Regions from separate parts of the Mus musculus genome. Here region 2 is linked to region 1. Evidence: chromatin contacts called from public Hi-C data. All regions are on one chromosome and are shown on one strand. Each heading gives the region's core, a stretch centred on a gene start, on an enhancer-like site or on the middle of the called end of the contact. The rest is flanking DNA. Distances are from core to core; before and after follow the strand shown. Region 1 overlaps Acoxl (acyl-Coenzyme A oxidase-like). Region 2 overlaps Morrbid (myeloid RNA regulator of BCL2L11 induced cell death).

Region 1 (3,504 bases), core at 11-2,510:
CTCCCAAGTCCAAGTGTTTATGTCTAACCAAGTGGACTAAAGGAGCCGTCTCTCCTGGTGCAGCCGTGAGAGGCAACAGGAGGCAGCTTGGGAGGAGGGGTGGCCTTCAGGTAGCTTCTGTTTTTACTCACTTGTCTTAGCTCAGAAGAAATCGAGAGAGGGACTCAGACACATGACCACAAGGGCAACTAGAAGTAGCCGGATGGTGTGGCCTCCTGAGCTTAGTGGTTCTGTTCTCTGAAAACACCTCTGAGATGCCCACATAAGTTTCAGTGAGGCTCACTTACAGGACGGAATGGAACCCAGTAGTCTCTCCCCCTGAACAGGGGTCCAGGTGATCAGGAGAGGAGAGAGAGAAGATGCCGGACAGAATGCAAAGGAAGAGGACGAAGGTTCTGTGTCTTGACCCATGAATGGATAATGGATAAAAGGTGAGTGTCTGTGACCAAGGCTGCTTCAAGGTCACAGGAAACCAACCAGTCCTTGGAAGGACAGGCTGAGGCATGGAGCTCATAGCAGGGAATGAACATCAGTGTGGGAGACCTCAGACTACCAAAACATCTCATGTGCTTAAATCTGTCAGGCCAAGTCAGGGCCTCACACAGCCTGGACTCAGATGAACTGGGCTTCCCAGATAAACTCAACACTTGGAATCAGCAGACCTTCCTTATTATAAAATAAGCATCATTGAAAGTTAAAAAAATAACACAAACAAACAAAAAAAATAGACAGACCAAAAATATCACCCCTTAGGCAAATGAGTTGAAAAATCCCTTAAGAGTAACATCCTATTTTTTTCCCACCCATTTCTCAAGTCAGAAGACACCTGGTAAAGAAACTGTATTTAGGTAAAGAAATGCAACTCCTGGTATACACGGTTTCCTGAAGGCACAGGATGGAAATGACATCATGGAAACACTGGTGTTCAAGGTCAGTATGTACATTTCTAGGTGAAAACAGGAGGCTTAGTCATCAGTGGAAACGTGCGTGTGTCTCTACACTTGCGAGCCGCTTTCTTGCCTTCAGACACAGTTTTTATTAAGATTGCACAGGCTGTTTGCCTGACCTTTATCGGCTCTCCTAAATGCACACCCTAAATATAGGTTATACCGCACTTCTGTCCATGCCATCAGGGAAGAGATAAAATGGTTATTCCTGAGAAGAAAAGGAGTTTGTTTTCGATTCAAGGACAAAGAACCTAAGACATGAGTTGACTGTCTCGACAGTTGACACAAGTGGTCTGATTTGTATGGCATTCCCGCTGGTGACGATAGGGAGGATGGGGCCAACCAGGAAGGTGTGGGATTCTTTGTCTTAATTAAAAAGTATAAATCGGAGACATGGAATTTGGCCAAGTCTCATAAATCTGCTGAAAGAATCGAGACTGTCAGAGAAGTTTAAATAAAACCAACCAGGTCCACTGAGAATCACGTAGGCTCCCTGCTAGTTGTCGACACCCACTTCCCTGTCACTTCTGTGTTCCACAGACTGTGGTTGTGCTCATTAACCAGCCACCCTCCCGCCAGCCACTGACAAGTGTATCCCCGTGGAGCACAAAATTCAGAGATGATAAATTTACTCCCGCTTGTAAAAAAAAAAAAAAAAAACAAAAACCGGTGCTCTCCTCCGGGCAATCAAAAAACGCTAGGAGGCTTTAAGGAAATAAGAATTTAGCTGATAACCTACCTTCATTAGCAAAGCCTGGTCCTCCCTGTTGGGACATTGCCTCACTGCCGTCGTGAACTGCTCTAGTGCAACTGGAAGGGAAGAGACAGAAAGGTGAGTGGCCTCCCTGGGGACTGCCAGCACTGCCATGTGGGGGACAACCTCATGGTTATGGCAAAAACACATGGCATGCTGGGTGTGGCTGCTTGGGGGCATGTAGAGTTCCTTGCCTGCTCACTACATGGGCTGAAATCCGTGTCAGTGACTTCCCCACAGTGGGCTAGGCAGATCACAAGGCCAGCCCGCATCCGTGGGAACCACCAGAAAGTCCTAGGTTCAGCCACTGCATGAGCCATCCTGAGAAAACACTCAATCTCCATTCCAGTGACTCCGTAAAGAGAATCCCAACAGCCTTGGTACCTTTGGTATCTACCTTTAACTACCCTCTTCCACAGTGATTTCCACTGCATTAATTCACTATGTGGTTGAAGCATAATATGTCCCCAGATGTTGACCCAAGCAAGCCCCAGACTTCCCCAGATGTAGTTAGTCATTTTTCCTCAACTTTCTCCAACAGAATGGCTAAGGAAAACACAAGATGGCTCATAGAACAGATTTTAATGGATATTTAAATTAGCCTTACTGGTTCTGGGCATGCTACAGTTTCTATAAAGTACCTTCCTCTTTTCTGTATCTAAGGCCAGTCTCTCATCAAAGGCCTGCTATGTGAGCACTGGTTTTTATCTAAGTAAGCACATAGACTTTTCTTTTTCCCCTACTTGTGGTTTTGACTGTGTTATTTCACTTTTGAAGGTGTTTGCGTAAGATAATTCCCTGCCATCCCTGAACTTCAGTCCTCTTCCTTTGACAGGGATAGATGGACCCTTTACTGTCTAATCTCTCTGGATTGCCCTCTTGCTGCTGGACTCAGTGCTGGGTTCATACACCTGTCCTTCACCACTGCTCTGCTGACAGTTACCACAGCGGAGCCTTGCATACAAACACTGCAGGCTGCCTCAACCAACCGGGCACAGCGATGCACTACCCTAGGCTCCATCCCAACCTGAACAAAGCCTGCATGAGTGGAGAGATTTAAATCTGAAAGATTTCCTGGAGACCTCTGTTTGGATGCTTTGTCCCCAGGTGCTATTTTGGAAGATTCTAGAAATGTTTGGATTTGTGTTTAGCTAGTGGAGACAGACCATTAGGGGTGGTTTTGAAGGTAATTCCTGGTCCTGCCTCCCCGAACCCCCTACTCTGTGATTCCTGGTCTGTTGTGGTGAGAACATCTTCTGCCACACATTCTTGCCCCCATGGACAGAGCTGGCCTGCCATTTCTGTCCTACCATAATGGACTGCAACCCTTTGATACAGTAATTCAGGTGGAATAGCTTTTTGCTGTAAAGACTAGCCCACTGTATAGCTGTTGGTCTGAGAAAATGGTGGGAGACTTGAAACTCCAGAACATCTGGCTATCTTAGTCCCGTGGCAGGAGGCAATGCCCTTGGTTTTGCTCCTTATCATGACTCGCGTGCTTCTTACAAGAAGAGAGAGAAGGGAAAACTGAGGTCACCTGCTCACAGCTGCCACTGGCCATGTGCTATGGGAACTTTAGTAACCTCTGAGACCTAGGACAGAAGCTATCTCCTTAAAACAGCACTTTGTGGCAGTTATCAGAAAAAACCCCTCAACTGTGGCCTAGAATAGGTTGGCACACAATTAAATTTATCTCAACCTGCTCAGGGCTGAAGAACAACAGCGTAAGGGCAAGGAAAGACACTGGGGCACCACTGCAGCAGGGACCTCTTTACACACGGAGGCACAGTGAGTTTGAACATT
Region 2 (3,538 bases), core at 398-2,897, 250 kb before region 1:
AGCCTGGCCTGGCATATGTCTGTTCAGATGGTAGGCCATATTCTCTGAGGCAAAGAGAAACCTTGCTAGGCATCTTCCTTCTTCACTGTACAATGAGGTCTGTGTTCTCCCTGCCCAGCCCACCTAGAGTCAGGAGAAACTCAAATAGTATAGGATAGGATAGCTTTGTAAAGACCCTACTCCGCAGCAGTATGGGGGGGGTGATTCTTAGGTCATTGTGAGACTTTCCCCGGGGAGCACTGGCGGGACTCTCTCCTCTCTCCTCTCTGTCTGCTCAAGGGACAGGGTCTAATCTCTCCTGTTTAACACATACCTGACCATCTCATAGCTGGCTTTACATGCAGGGGCCACTTAGCCTGCCCAGCTGCTCAAAGGAGAAGCCAAAATCCACCTAGAGTTTCGATCCAGCAGTCCTGTTTGGCTCCAGTTGGAAGACTTGGAGAATCCGGCTTCTGGGACTGGGTTCGAGCCAGGTGACCCAGCCCGAGGGAGCCGGAGAGGGTTCCAGGCACACACCTGCCACTCGGGTTTCCACCCCGCAGCGTCTCTTTCCTGGCTTGTGCTTTTCAAGTGCCTCCGTCCTGCAAGATTGACAGCTCACTTTTGATTGGAATCAGAGTGTAGGAAGCGGTCTTTTCAAATTTCCTGTGCAACCCAGCCTGCCAAAAGTCCTGCCACTGGCTGTTTTATTTACCCTGGCCACCAGGCCTCTTGCTCGCTGCACCCTAAGAAAACAGATTGCTGTCGGGAGAAAAGTCCATGCGTGTTTCCTTTCTGGAGGCTGATCAAGTTCTGAAAGAAGGGTTTCCTGCAGTCCATTACACCATTTTGGTTTGTTTTATCCCGTCTCCACCTGCAGAGCAGGGAATTAGCCTGCAGCCCAGGGCTGGGCCAGCAGATGACTACAGGGAAAGGAGAGCTCGTGGGCGTGGAGCTTTCCACAACACACCGTGGCCTTGTTCTCTTTAGCTAGGCATTGTGTGCTGAGGCCCAAGCCCAAATCTGAATAGGATTCTGTGTAACTTGATCTGTTTTCTTTCTTTCCTGTATTCCTGTGAGCCAAATTTAACTTCACTCCAATCTGTGGCCTGTACATATAATGTTCTGCCGGAGGGTGGGGGTGGGCTGGGAGATGTGGGAGAGGGTGTATATGCTTGCGGTTTTTTTTTTCCTATCTTCCCCTTTCTACATTTTTTTTTTCTTTTGCTTGCCTGCGTTGCTCACCCACTGCTCACCCTTGGCCGGGTATAACTTAATATGGCTGTCTTGTCTGCAGCCATTAACCCTTTAGGGAAAGTGAGTGGGTTTTTTTTTTTTTTTCAGTCTCTCCTTAGCAAACCACAAAGTTTCCCAACCCCCACTCCCAGCGCCCCGTTGAGAAGCCTTGGCATTGCTTGAGTTAACAGTTGGCCTCCAGGAAACATGAACTTCCCTAGAAGTGCTTGTGCAGCAATTAATAGGCCTTCACTCAGATATGTAAAAATAGCCCCATGCTTGGAAACCCGCAGTTGAAAGACTCGGCTCCTAGGAGTCACCTGACTAGTGTTGGGTACCTCCTCTTTAAAAGGCTTGTGTCCTAAACGTCCCAGAAATATCCCAACATCGATGTGGGAAGGTTGCCAGGGCAGACAGAAATCCAATGTTCAATTAAAAGCTCCTCCAGCTGTGGCTAGGTCAGGCTTTGGCAGAGGCCAACAGCCTTGGGGTTCATGGGTGTGCCCTGCTGTTAACATGGAGGTGGGGATGGGGGTGCTGTCTGCTCCTCCTTTCTACTTAAGCAGCACCCCCTGCTTTTCATGATGGAGGGAGAAGACAGGCTGACTAAAGAGGGTTGGTAAGGGGAGGGCTCCCCTTACCTCCCAGGGCTGTCTCTTCCCTCCACGAAGGGCCGAATATTGGTCCTCAAGGTGTTGTATCTGGGGGACAGTCAGATAACGCACTGACAGCATAATGGTTTCAATGCTCACTGCTTCCAGAAATCACAAACATTCTGGGAAAACAATAATAACAACACCACCACAGAACCACGGGCCCTATCGGGAGGGGAAGATGTCTTGGGTCATTGCGAGCTATTTTTAGAATGGAAAATGTGCTGGCTCAGAGAAAACTAGTCATGTGCCCCAGTCCAAGTAGGGCACAGTGAACCCTGCCCCATGAGCCTGCTGTTCATTTTTACCCAGCCTTGGCATCTCTTCTCCTTCAAGAAGCCCTTCCAGCCAGTGGGGAAAGCGCCTAGGCAAGAGCCAGCTTCCCTAAACATCACTCCATGAGGACCCACACTTGACTCCTTCTGGGGCCCCTGCTACCTGCTGTCAAGTTGGTTGAAGAAGGGTCAGTGTTCCAATGTGGCTCACCTGCTTCACCTCAGGGCTACCGTGGATGTCCCTGTGGTGGCCCTCTGTCATTTTCTTTTTGTAACCACCATGGTATTTTTCAAGGTCCTGGACGTTCAGTGCATAACTGTCCCTCAGTGGAGTTGGCCATGTTTGCCCAGAAAGAGTAACCCAAACCTATGCTGCCTAGGTACCTGTTGTGGGCCAGGGGCCTACATGGCTTATCCACTGACCTTGACACAATGAGGAAGATATGGGAATGGTAACAAGGGAGTGGTCCACCGGACTGGTACCTCGAGGCACAATCAGGGATACATATGAACTAGAATATGATGCAGTCAAGCCTGGACTTTTGGAAAGGTACCAGCTACATCCCTCGTCAGCTGTCCAGCAGAGGGGACCCAGCAGTGATTGTGAAGGCATCACATGTGTGTGTCTGTACATGTGTAGGTGTCTGTGTCTGTGTGTACATGGAAGCCAGAGAACAGCCTCCGGCATCCGTCCTTAGGCACTCACCGTGGTTTGTTTGGCTTGTTTTTGTTTTCTGTTTTGTTTTTGAGCCAAGTGCTCTCATTGGACAAGTGGGCTAGGTTGGTTGGCCAATGAGCCCCTGGGACCCACCCATCTCTCCCTCCCCAGTACTGAGGTTATAAGCAATTGTCATTTGACCCAGCTGCTTTATAATTTGTGTTCTGAGGCCTGAACTCACTCTATGTTCTGGATTATCACTCCAGGATCTTCCCAGGATCCCAGTTGTGGCTCACTGCCGTACACTGGCCCAGTCTGGCCTCAGCATTGTGCAAGTCTGAAGCTGCTCTCTTCCTTGGAAGAAGTGGAAGCTTTCCTCTAGCCTGTGGTTAACTCTACGGCTGCCCCTGCACCAGCCCAGCCCACTCAGGACAAAAGCAGTTGCCTCCTTCCCATGCAGTGGGATTGACAATCTGCATCCCAAGACCCAAGTCCTTCATTACAAGAGGCCAGCCTCACTGAGCACCCTGGAGTATATTCTCAGCTCCAGGTGTAAAACTGGTTCTTATGGACTCTCAAGACTCAGGCAGCTACTTCCTTCTTGGACACAAGCCAGTGTCTTCCCCAGAGGTCACAGCTCAGTGCCCTGTGGTTGGGGCAAAGTGTGTACTCTTTTACAGAACTTTGGGTATGCTCTGACACAGCATGACCTAGGAGCTTGTCTAGAGAGGGTATGG

What was found. Hi-C and Micro-C count contacts between places; a contact is called where the count stands out from the background.
Region 2: a contact with region 1 is called in a Hi-C map of nephron progenitors, with 2.3 times the contacts expected there. The contact joins two enhancer-like sites. A contact is called at or near these places in 3 of 39 promoter capture datasets (the C10 cell line, cranial neural crest and liver), 4 of 484 Hi-C or Micro-C datasets (embryonic stem cells and nephron progenitors) and 2 of 115 datasets of contacts at active chromatin or transcription factors (effector CD8 T cells and embryonic basal ganglia).

The regions. Positions count from the first base shown.
Region 1 is chr2:128,084,612-128,088,115 of GRCm38.p6, reverse strand. Acoxl (acyl-Coenzyme A oxidase-like) reads right to left here. Exons shown (of 18, transcript NM_028765.3): 16 at 1,687-1,757. Among named protein-coding and RNA genes, the nearest start is that of Bcl2l11, 40 kb to the left of the region's middle. Within about 2 kb of position 1,260, at least 32 of the 459 cell types and tissues checked have an H3K27ac peak or open chromatin away from gene starts, as enhancers often do. A contact at or near this core is called in nephron progenitors, where this site is marked.
Region 2 is chr2:128,337,275-128,340,812 of GRCm38.p6, reverse strand. All of the region lies in intron 1 of Morrbid (myeloid RNA regulator of BCL2L11 induced cell death), which reads left to right. Among named protein-coding and RNA genes, the nearest start is that of Gm14010, 84 kb to the left of the region's middle. Within about 2 kb of position 1,647, at least 119 of the 459 cell types and tissues checked have an H3K27ac peak or open chromatin away from gene starts, as enhancers often do. A contact at or near this core is called in nephron progenitors, where this site is marked.